3 separate regions of the Hordeum vulgare genome follow, and regions 2 and 3 are each linked to region 1. A link is a contact called in public Hi-C and HiChIP or PLAC-seq data. All regions are on one chromosome and are shown on one strand. Each heading gives the region's core, a stretch centred on a gene start, on an enhancer-like site or on the middle of the called end of the contact. The rest is flanking DNA. Distances are from core to core; before and after follow the strand shown.

What was found. A called contact is a pair of places that touch in the nucleus more often than the background predicts. HiChIP or PLAC-seq counts read pairs in DNA pulled down with a chosen protein or histone mark.
Region 2: a Hi-C map of seedling shows a contact between it and region 1, with 3 times the contacts expected there. The contact joins the promoter of LOC123412145 here to the promoter of LOC123407256 in region 1. A contact is called at or near these places in 2 of 6 Hi-C or Micro-C datasets (leaf and seedling) and 1 of 1 datasets of contacts at active chromatin or transcription factors (embryo).
Region 3: an H3K4me3 HiChIP or PLAC-seq map of embryo shows a contact between it and region 1, with 4 times the contacts expected there. The contact joins the promoter of LOC123408636 here to the promoter of LOC123407256 in region 1. A contact is called at or near these places in 3 of 6 Hi-C or Micro-C datasets (leaf and seedling) and 1 of 1 datasets of contacts at active chromatin or transcription factors (embryo).

Annotation. Positions count from the first base shown.
Region 1 is chr7H:422,006,058-422,010,170 of MorexV3_pseudomolecules_assembly, reverse strand. LOC123407256 (40S ribosomal protein S13-1) reads right to left here and starts at 1,845. Exons shown (of 5, transcript XM_045100350.1): 1 at 1,721-1,845; 2 at 1,562-1,634; 3 at 1,340-1,478; 4 at 1,065-1,251. The coding sequence starts at 1,743.
Region 2 is chr7H:421,558,858-421,562,815 of MorexV3_pseudomolecules_assembly, reverse strand. LOC123412145 reads right to left here and starts at 2,268. Exons shown (of 6, transcript XM_045105095.1): 1 at 1,692-2,268. The coding sequence starts at 2,134.
Region 3 is chr7H:422,464,690-422,468,768 of MorexV3_pseudomolecules_assembly, reverse strand. LOC123408636 reads right to left here and starts at 1,277. Exons shown (of 47, transcript XM_045101698.1): 1 at 956-1,277; 2 at 438-515; 3 at 195-307; 4 at 8-101. The coding sequence starts at 1,052.

The DNA of each region.
Region 1 (4,113 bases), core at 596-3,095:
ATGTGTCACCCAGACACCCATTGGCAGGATAGGGACGGACATGTCAGTCTCATAATCAGTTGCATTTTTCCAAAACTGCAAACATTTCAGTTGGGTTGTTCTAATTTCTCTTTAAAATAAGCATTGTGATCTTCATCAAATTCCTATTTCATATCCAAGCTACTCCCTCCGTCCGGACGGAGGGAGTACAAAAGAAGGGTATACATTATCATGCTGGCAAATTGAAGTTATTTAATAAGACACAAAATACATAGGTGTTTTACATTTATATCATAAAAACTATCCAAATTGGCTCTACCATGACTTCATAAAATCAATCTTTACAAGTCAAAGGGTGCAAACTGAAACAGCAGTGTTCACTACAGTGTCGGTACGGGAATGCCTTACAAGCACCAATTAGCAGCATATCCACCACAAACATAACTAAGCTTAACCACAGGCATAACTAAGTAGCTTAGGATCGCATTTCTCTAAATTCTTTTCTCAGAAAGAACAGAACAGCCAACAGACTAGCATCTAAATAAAGGCCGAGCGGCATGCATTGACGACACAATATCACATTTAAAAGACACATCTGAAGTACCTAACACGTACCCCTACTCACCAAGCTATATGTAGCACACATTCTAACAACTCCTATGTAGAAAGTGATGCGCATACAACAAACTGTTCACAGTACATTGCCTACTAACTTCATTAGGCTTCATAATTCACCGAGCTATATGAGAAGAAAGATTAATGGCACAATCACAACTGACTAGCTTCCGATCCCATTTCTCTATAATATCTATGTCCCAGAAGGCCAGAACAGACAACATATTAGCATCTAAATACAGGGTCAAGTGGCATACATTTATAATACAATGTCACATTTACTTAGTACCTAACGCATACTCCCTACTCAACAAGCTATATGTAGCACACATTCTACAGCTCGTATGTAGCAGGTGGCACACATACAACTAACTGTTCGCTGTACATTGCCTACTAAACTGATAAAACCTCACAATTCATCGAAAATATATCAGAAGAAAGATTAATGGCACTGGAAGTGAGTGACTTACTACTTCCAGGTGGGTGGGAGCTTCTTGGTGCGCTTGTAGTAGCGAGCGAGGCGGTGGATCCTGCTCTCCACAAGGATGAGTCTGAACTTAGAGTCCTTGTCCTTCCTGTTCCTCTCCAGGTGCTTCCTTATCGCCACCGCCTTCTTGATCAGAAAGTAGAGGTCCTCCGGGATCTCTGGTGCCAGCCCTGCGCACCAAAACTCACACAATCAATACACTCATCAACACGTGGAGCAATCTGAGAAAGAAGAGGTGGGTATCTAATCTATCCTGACCATGGGCCTTGAGGATGCGAAGGATCTTGCTCCCGGTGACGCTCTTGACGAGGGGGATGCCGTGCTGGTCACGGAGCAGGACGCCGATCTGCGACGGCATCTGGCCCTTCTTCGCGGCCTTGGTGATTAACTCGTCCACCTGCACACGAGCCCGACGCACGAATCAACAGCCATATCACATCGAACCGAGGGGAGCGAAGAGAAGGCGCGGCTTCTTCTTACATCGGCGACGGCGGTCTTGACCCAGCTCGGTGGAGTCCTCTTGTACGGCAGCGCCGACGACGAGATGCCCTTCCTGCGTCACAGAGTCGCGGAGCCGCCATTAGACCAGAAATTTCACCGGCTTATGTTAGCAGTGCGGGGGGCGGGAGGGGGGATTACCCGCGACTGTGCATGCGCCCCATGGCTGCGGCTGCTGCTGCGGCGAGGGGAGCGGCGGCGGCGGCGGCGGCGGGAAGGGCGAGAGAGGCGCGAGTGGTGAGAGGATAGAAAAGAGTCTGGTTAGGGTTCTGGGGTTCCACTTATTTGAGGGCTTTCTTATATTTTGGTCCTTCAGGTAATGCCCATTTAGATACATGATCACGCCGCGTTGCAACGTGGACTGGGCTAGTGTGGGCCTTCAAAACCAGCGCTTTAGGACGTGTCAAGCCTAATCAGTCCCGCGCGGAATAAACATCATATTTTGTTGCGTGGCCTGCGTAAGAATCTTGGCCCCATTGAATCCTCAAAGCATCTCTCACTCACGTCCATTAGGAACGGTCAAATCTATCGTTTTCATCCATTCAGATCCGACTCATGCATGAGAGGGGAACATGGCGCGGGCACGGACATGTCGGGAGCTCGCGTGCATCTTCAAAAAAGCGGCGGGAGGTACTGGCGTCATCGTTCACCGATTCGTATGTTCTATGTAGCAAGCGTCACCATAATGCCAAAACTCCTCACATCATTTTTTCCCTCTCGAGCTTTCCTTCCGACACGGATCAACATCGACGACGAGGTAAGCGATATTGCTGCTCCGGCTACCGGTTGACGGCGGCAGCAATTCGACTCCTGTTCTCCGACGTGTTCAGTGCCTCCTTCACGGTTGCTCGATGACATGTGTGAGTCCATTCACCCCCTTCTCTCTACTATGTATAGCTAGATTTGTGAGCATGTGGTACGATTAGATCTATGACCATGTTGTACCATTGTACATCGTTAATCTCTGTGAGTGTAATGTTCTGGTAGCTAGTGGTGATGGATAGATTACTAGTATGCTTAATGTGTAGTATGACACTGCAAGTATGTTTGCTACTTTTGTTGGAGTCCTTGTTATGATTTGAGCTGATGTGTATGTGGTAGTGCTCGTTTGATTTTTCCATATGTAGTGTTCGTTCATATTGTTCACGTTTACTTAGTTACTATTGTCCATGTGTAGTGTGTTGTGCTCTTGCTAATGCTTACGCTTGTAGGAAATGAGCACAGAAGAGTTTAGTCGGGCCCTTGTCTCGCCCTAGAACCAATTCTCGACATTGTACGTCGAGGAATCCCAACCTCCCATCGCCCAGTTGCCTACTGGTTTGGAATTTTTTGGGGTGTCGGGTACGGTTCCACAATTTGTGGCTTTGGCATTTGTGTTGGCTCAGCCAATGATGCAACTTGTGTTGCTACTCAAAAGTCAATCGTAGAGGATAAGAAGGATGGTAGGGGGACTCCATGAAATGTTAATCGTTCCTATTGACGTTCGTGCTTAACGAGGTGTGTGAGATCATAGCTAGTGGGGTGAGGACTAGCAAGGGCTTCGAGGAGGTGCGCTTGAATGTTGTTGCAAAGCAGGTGTTCGAGTTTTGTAGATAGAAGGTCACCTTCACCCAGGTCTACAACCACCTCGGGAAGTGGAGATCGCGGTGGATCATAGTTTCCAAGCTGAGAGACTTGAGCGGAGCTTCGTGGGATGAGGACAGTTGCTCGATCCTTTCAGAGGGAGGGCACTACCAAGGCCACACCACGGTTCGCTCACAAACCATGCCAATTCTAACTAACCACCTAGTTAAGCCTATGCAACATGCCATTCTAACTAAACACTATGTTGTGTTTCATTCTTAGGCTCACCCCAAGCACGCAGAGTACCTCAACACACCCATCCAAAACTAGCACCAGATACAAAAAATCTTCCTCTTTGGGTTGGGAACCGGCAAATATGCCATGGGATTCGGTTAGCCGATGGGCTCGCCTATGCCCAAGTACCTAAACACCCAGGAATCAGATACCATCAGCCTTGATGGTCCTCTTAACAAGGATGGTGATCATGTTCCTGTGCTTGATAGGAAAAGGAATAGAGCGACTTTGATGGAGGAGGAGTTGACCGTCTTCACCAGCATGACTCGGGTCCTCAGGAGATCGCGAGCGCCACCACGAAGAGCAGGTCGATCGACGTCCACTGTGACCTCTACAATGTCATCATTGTTTGAACATTCACTACGCTATGCTAGCGTTGAATAAAGTTTTGTACCGCACAAGCAAGAACATGCTGCTGAAAATAGATCACGGGATCGGGTTTGTCAGTGCACATGTGTCGGTGTCAAAACCGACTGATCTCGAGTAGGGGGTCCAAACTATGGATCTTGGATCGACGGGTAACGATGGATGAAGGAGGGGATGTTTACCCACGTTCGGGCCCTCTTGACGAAGGTAAAACCCTACGTCTTGCTCTTGTTGTATTGAGTACAAAGTTGATCTATCTTGAGATCGGATTGATGTGGTCTAAAACCCTAATCGTAATGAGTGTAATCCTC
Region 2 (3,958 bases), core at 1,019-3,518, 450 kb after region 1:
ACAAGCTAGGGCAGCAGTTTGTCCATTCCAAGATGCATGGCTAGCTGCGACCTAGGAAGAGCAGGTGATTTAACAAGATCTAACAAAGATTCGGCAAGATAACTTACAAATGAAGAACAGAGCATGTTGGATAAATGAACAGTCATTTTTACTTCCTTTGAACTTTCTTCAACACAGAGGAACGCAACCAATTATAAATTTCCATGTCCAAATAAAACATGGCAAAAAATCTGACTGCACAGAAAGATTCTCAACACAAGGATTCATACATTGCATCTGATGTACTTCCTCTGTACCTAAATAATTGTAGTTGGGGAGTATACATAATGCTATCCACAAAAAGAACATCGTGCGGCTGACCTTGTGTAGACTAACAACAAAAGGCAGTATACCTTGACAAAAAGTAGTCGACGAACGCAAAAGCATGTAGGTTAGAAGTTATACAAATCAAGCCATATGGACAGAGGATTTAGGTTAGAAGTTACTGAGGTTGTTCATGGATCATGGCAATATTGATGAGCATGGACAAGCTACGAGAGAACATATACCAATCTGGAAATACAATTCCTTATATGCCACTGGAAATTTACATGATTCCAACACGTGTCAATGACATTACGGCACTGCCCCAGGTGTCATTCATACAATGAGTGGCAGATATGGAGTCCAGAAACTTCCAGTGACAAGGAATATGTATGAACAAATGGTAAGTTGACGAGTAGACTGAACTCTTCTAAGCATAAAAGATCTATTGGTTACTAAAACAACTCATCCAAAAGAACTGATATCATTACTGTCTGATTACGATATAAGGTTGCTCCAGTGAAACCATAACAAATTCGTAATGTTGCAGGTAAACTGAAAATGCTGGCTTGTGAAATATTTTTTGCAGATATTATTAGATTATAGTTCTGCTGCTCTATTATATGCCTAAATTTGATCCAGAACCATACAGTCCCAAGTATAAGATTTAAAGCAGGCATGACATCATATTGAACTCATAGGGTTACACTATAAACTTACTGTGAAAAAGGCGAACAATGGGACCTGAGTACAGCAAAACAAAGAACAATAAATGACCCAGCAAAACTAGATAGAGTTTCTGATATTGTAGGTGAACTGAACCATAGATTGGATCGCGTGATCGCTTTCAACATGTATCAGTATATCATAGAAGAACCTTATTGTTGTGTGGCAATAAATTCAAGAGAGGCCTGTCAAGTGTCAACAGCCCCGTGTTAATAACCGATCAACTGAAACAAGAACGACCCTCCCGGCAGAAACAAATTATGCCAACAGTAGAGGTCCTACAACTCCATAATAAATCCAGTTCTCCTCTGCTAGCATCAGAAATTATAGGATGCGATCAATTACAAGGAACACATTATAAGATGTATAAACATAAATGCATAAACTAGCGCATTTCACTGGTTTCTGATTAAGCAATCAATCAATCATAGAAAGTAACAGGATCCACGCTTTACATTGCAATACCATCCGACAGATCCATTAATCCATAATCACACCATTTTTATCCAAACCCTAGGGTAGTTGGGGAACCACACCGAAACCAAAGCACAAAACAGAAGCGCAGCAGACCAGATCAGATGATACGAAATAAAATCACGCGAAGAAAGAGTTATTAAATACGAAGAAGTCTGAGCAGGCTGGGAGACGGATCAATCCACTACTTGGCGACGATGCGGCGGATGAAGTCGTCGTAGCGGATGGTGCCGTCCGCGGCGACGTCGACCTCGCGGATCCACTCGTCGAACTCGTGCGGCTCGAGCTTCTCGCCGATGGAAGTGAGGACGTGGCGGAGGTCCGCGACGGAGACGGTGCCCGATGCGTCCTTGTCGAGGACGCGGAAGGCGTCGCGAAGCGGGCGGTCGAAGGGCTCAGGGCGGAGGTGGGCGCGCATGAGGTCGAGGAAGCGCGGGAAGTCGAAGGGGGCCGTGAGCTTCTCCTGGGCGGCGATGTCGCGGAGCTGCGCCTGCGTCGGGTTCCCACCCAGGGAACGCATGAGGACGCCGAGCTCCGAGGGGGCGATGCGGCCGTCGCCGTCAGTGTCGAAGAGGGAGAAGGCCTCCCGCATCGACGCAACCTGCTCCTCGCTCAGCTCCTTGCCGGCCATCGCTGCCGGTCGGGTCGGATCGCGGATGTGAGATCTCGCGACGCGGGGCGGTGAGGTGCGGTGCGTGCGTCTCAGGGAAGAAGTCCGCGTTTGATTGATTTGTTGGTGAGGAGCATGTGAGAGGGGAGAAATGAAACGTGGGGTTAGTGGCCGTGGTGCCGTGATCGATTGTTTTCATCGTCGTGCTGCAGGGAGGTGGGCTTTTGGGCTACTTTCTCTCTAGGGAACGGACGGCGCGGATACGGCCTTGGCCTGCGTAAGGATCATCCGAGAAATGCGATTAGAATCGGCCCATGTCCCCTCACGTTTTAACCCAACCCAAATTCTTCTTGCAGGATTCCCTAAAAAACAAACTGAACTGAGTTATTGCCTTGCCTAATTTGAACCTCACCCCGCTTGTCCATTGTCCATGGACCCACGGCGCCGGGGGGGGGGGGGGGGGGGGTGCCCCGGCCCCTGGTTAGGAAAGGGACTCAGGGATCGGTAGAAGATGTGTGTAGAGGGGGGGGTGAATATACTACTTGACAAGATTAAAATCCTAGTCTTGTTCTAATTTTATTGTTGTCAGATTTTAGCAATTCTAACAAGTCTAATACATCCTACACATGCTAGTTAACATACTTTCTCTGTTTCATAATATAAGTCTTTTTAGGGATTGCACTAGAGGACTACATACGGATGTATATAGACATACTTTAGAGTGTAGATTCACTCATTTTGCTTTGTATGTAGTCCTTTAGTGAAATCGCTTAAAAGACTTATATTCAGGAATGGAGGAAGTATATGACAGCGGAAACTAAAGACATTGAAAAAAAAGGAAAGATTAAAAAGGAAATTAAGACATTGCACACGTAGTAAGGAGTAGAGTTTAGAAGATCAAACGCAAAGAGGTTGACACGACGATTTTTGACATGGTTTCGATAGGTGGTGACTTCAACCCATGGAGGGTAACGACTGCGAGAGTCCATGGAGGGCTTCACCCACAAAGGGTGTTGGAAATATGCCCTAGAGGCAATAATAAATTGGTTATTATTATATTTCCTTCTTCATGATAATTGTCTATTGTTCATGCTTTAATTATATTAACCAGAAACCGTAATACATATGTGAATACATATACCACACCATGTCCCTAGCGAGCCTCTAGTTGACTAGCGTTGATCAATAGAGGGTCATGGTTTCCTGACCATGAACATTGGATGTCGTTGATAATGGAATCACATCATTAGGAGAATTATGTGATGGACAAGACCCAATCCTAAGCATAGCACAAGATCGTGTAGCCATCTCGGGCAAGTAACATACCGATGGACAAAGGGAATTGCATACGGGATTAATTGAATCCCCGACATCGTGGTTCATCCGATGAGATCATCGTGGAGCATGTGGGAGCCAATATGGGTATCCATATCCCGCTATTGGTTATTGGCCAGAGAGGTGTCCCGGTCATGTCTGCATGGTTCCCGAACCCCTAGGGTCTACACACTTAAGGTTCGGTGACGCTAGAGTTGTAATGGGAATTGTATGTGGTTACCGAAAGTTGTTCGGAGTCCCGTATGAGATACTGTACGTCACGAGGAGTTCCGAAATGGTCCGGAGGTAAAGATTTATATGTGAGAAGCCCTATTTTGGCCACCGAAAAATGTTCGGGATTTTTCGGTATTGTATCGGGAAGGTTCTAGAAGGTTCCGGAGTGGGGCCCACCTGTATGGGGGGACCTACATGAACGTGGGTAGTGGGGTCAAGGCCCCACACCCCTGTTCAAGGCGCACCAACACCCCCCTTAGAAGGAATAGGATCATATCCTGAAGGAATAAGATCAAG
Region 3 (4,079 bases), core at 28-2,527, 460 kb before region 1:
GACTGACCTGTCACTCTTCTGGAAAATTTGGCGAGCTCTATAGCATTAAGTTTAGCCAATTTTCCAGCTAGTTCTCTCTTACCAACTGACTCGGATCCCCACTGATAAAAAAACAGCGTATTTATTGGGTCAACACGGGGTAAACACCATTTGCAAGCTAATTGAACAATGTAAAACCAGATTCAGTGACGTGCCTCAGAATCCTCCCGTGGATATGCACATACAAACACATCTTCTATCACAATAATTATAGGGTCCCATCCAAGCTTTTTCCATGGAATCTTTATGCTTAGCTTCCCGATTCGTCCTGTGGGAACAGCAGAATGGAAACTTACTGACCTACCATAACACATAGTTTTACCTAGGCGTGACAAAATAGCAAAAAGAGCGTTGATAGCATCCAGCCAAAGAAGTCTGAGTGGGACAATAGATCATACCAGTCTTGAGTGCGAAAGGCAACTGCAGGTAGTCGAAGGCTTCCAGAATGAGCTCTACATTTTCCAAATTTATTTCCTCTGCACAAAGTTTAGTCATCAAAAGCTTAGCCACCATCAGGATCAGAGAGACAGCACAATCCAGAAGAGCTAAGGCGCAGAATGTTAACAGTCCTAAGAAGAGTTAATTGGCAGTATGTATATCAGTATCCATCACCGATGCAAAGCATAAACAGGCGTAACAACGGAATCAATACAAACCGTGCACATACAAATACCAGTACGATCAAACCCAATGCCAGTCACGCCTCAATCAAAACTCAAACATCTGGAGCACTAAACGCAGCCATGGAATTAACCAGAAAATTTACTGCTGCGGCAGCCCGAGGGGCGACGAATTGGAGAACAGCGGGGACTAGGACAAGCGCTGGCTCGCGGGTGATTGGGCCAACCCCAAGTAGCGGAACGCGGGGGCGTGGTCTCTACTCGCTAGTGCTCTTGGGAGGGGATCGAGTACGAACCGTTCCAGATGCCGATCTTAAGCTGCTCCTTCTGGATGCCCTTGACGTAGCGGCCGAGCAGGCCGGCGAGCACCTGGCTCACCACCCCCTCGAACATGGCGGCGGCGGAGGGGGAGGAGGAGTCTCCCTAGCGAGCCCGCGCTCCCATGGGGCGGGAGAGGAAAGGGCAAGGAGGCGAGGGATGGAGTCGAGGAGGGGGCGAGGCCGTGGAGGGAAGGGAGTGTGAGGAGAGGAGAGGCGAGTTGGGTTTGGGGCTTCCGTTTGCTTGGAGGAGGAGGCGGAGGAAGACGACGGTGATTCGTGTCGTTGATGTTCGGGCATTCGGGCTCGGTGCGACCGTGCGATGTACGCGTGTACGGTATTCGACCTGTATCGCTGTATGTCTGCCTATTTGGGATTTCCCTCGGTCGCAAAGCTAATTCATGAAAGTATGCTTTGAGGTGCTTCAACAAATTGCACTAAAATGCCCCCAAATCCAGATTCAGTGACGCTGGCAAAGCTGATTTAAAGTAGTTATTTGTTTTACTCCCTCCGTTTCTAAATATAAGTCTTTCTAGATGTTTCACTAACGAACTACATACGGATGTATATAGACATATTTTAAAGTATAGATTCACTTATTTTGTTCAGTACGTAGACACCTAGTGAAATATCTTAAAAGACTTATATTTAGGTAAGGAGCGAGTAGATTTTAAATTCAGTTTCACTAACAAAACTGATTTCACTAGCAAAGTTGATTCAAAATAGATGTTTGTTTCTTATTGCTGATTCAGCTTCGCTGGCAAAGTTGAGTTTGATGCTTGAAGCTCAAACAAAACAAGCCTCACTTATGTTCATTACTAATCACGTGCATTGTATTATCTTCGCAAGCGCATGACGAATGACGGGCTGCGAAAAATGGTACGGGCCAGCTAGAGATGTGCCACAGTGATCCCTAAGGACAATGTCATTTAGGACATTAAAACTGAACCTAAAGCGAGCCCTCGCAACGTTTTGCTTTTTTAGCCGTTCATTTTAATGATCGGGTCGTTTCTAGCCGTCGAATGTGATGTATACCGTCACCTCCAGCACACTTTTTCATCATCGGCCCGACTGTCCTAATGGGCAAGACTGAACCTAAAGCGAGCCCTCGCAGCGTTTTGCTTTTTTAGCCGTTCATTTTGATGATCGGGTCGTTTCTAACCGTTGGATGTGATGTATACCGTCACCTCCAGCACACTTTTTCATCATCGGCCCGACTGTCCTAATGGGCCGCTGCTCCGGTGGCCGAAACCGTGTTATTTGGTGAAATGGGCCTATTTTCTCAGCCCATCCAGTGTCAAAAAAATTCATATTTTCCATACGTTATCTACAAAATATATGCAACTACACAAATGAAACATACATAATTAAACAAATAAATTTATATTACCTGTTTCAACACCATCCATTCACGCTAAATTTATTCGAACAACAAACCTACAATACACAATAAATTTCAACAAATTTAACATACAACTATTATTCATTATTCAAAAAAATAAAGAATTAAAGACAACAAAGTTTAACAAATATAATCGTACCTACAACCAACACAACTGAAAAAGAATTAAGTCCAGCTCACAAACTAAGAACTGCATACACCAACATCAAAACAAACACAAAGGATGGTATATATATAGAGCAAGTAAGCTACTAACGTCCCTCTACTTATAACTACTGTTCATAAATACAAAGGTCAACAAAGTTACAAATGCTAATGCAAAACCTACAACCATTCCTATCCTAGATCAATACCAAATTAATGCCTCACTAAAAACGTTCAACATACACATCAATACACAAAAAATGCTGACGCAAAAGTATTAATAGCTAAACATGCCCATATCAGCCCAATTACAATAATACACATAAATTACAAAATTACTATTATGTGGCCCATAACACCCCAAATTTTCCAAAAAATAAAACAAAAAAATTGCATCAAAATAAAGATCGCAAACCACAAGAAAATAATTAATGTAATACAAATATATCTTAAGCAATTACGATCCTATATAAATATACAGAATTAAATCCTCGCTAAAAACGTTCAACATACACATCAATACACAAAAACTGCTGCTGCAAAAGTATTAATACCTATGCAGGCCCCTATTAGCCTAATTTAAATATTACACACAAATAAGAAATTTACTATTATGTGGCCCATAACACTACAAATTTTTCAAAAAAACAAAAACAAAAAAATGCAACAAAATAAACATCGCAAACCACAATAAAGTAATTACTGCTATACAAATATATCAATAATAATTTCATCCTAAATTCATAATAGACGGGCGCAGCAACGCGCGCCTTTCATGATCTAGTGTCTACTTTACAAAAGCATCATTAATGTTTGCCTCCTTCTAACGGCTTCCAACTAGCCACCATCGTCGACTAATGCAAGTTCTACCCCTCCTCTAGCAACAATCGCATCCGGGTTGCCACATAATGTGGATCTTCAAATGGCCCGTTATTTCTTGCATCGTTTTTGGCTAGCCAGAGTTAGAATACTGACATCATGATCAAAGTCTTCAAACATTCAACAATTATTCCTTATCATTCAAGGAATTAATTCTTCATCTCTCTCTGAGATGAAAAAAAAACTAGCGGGGAAGGAACATTTACGTCATAGTTGGCAACAACACATTTTCGAAAACAACCAAGAGTGTGAGCATCATCAAGAGTGTCGAAAGTCATCTTCTCAGGTCCACAGCAACACAAAACCTCTAGCTATTATCCGATGTCTATGTACCTCATCATATAGCGAAGCCATTATTGAACATTCTCCGTGCATGCACATTATGTAACACCCCAAAATTTTCAATTTGGTTTAACAACAAACTTTATTTACTTAAAGAGGGTTATTGATATTTTTTTATGAAAGTTTCTTTTTAAAATCTTTTGTATTGAGAAAACCTCTTAAAAATCCATGGATTTGATTCTTGACTTTTAAATTTTCAGATGGTCTCTACCAAGACGATGATTTTCATAATGTGATATTTCCTTTATATCAAAAGTCCACAATTGAATTTTTATTTCTATATGCTCCTTTTGAAAATCTTTTTGTCACTTCTTGTCATAGCATATTTCCAAAAAC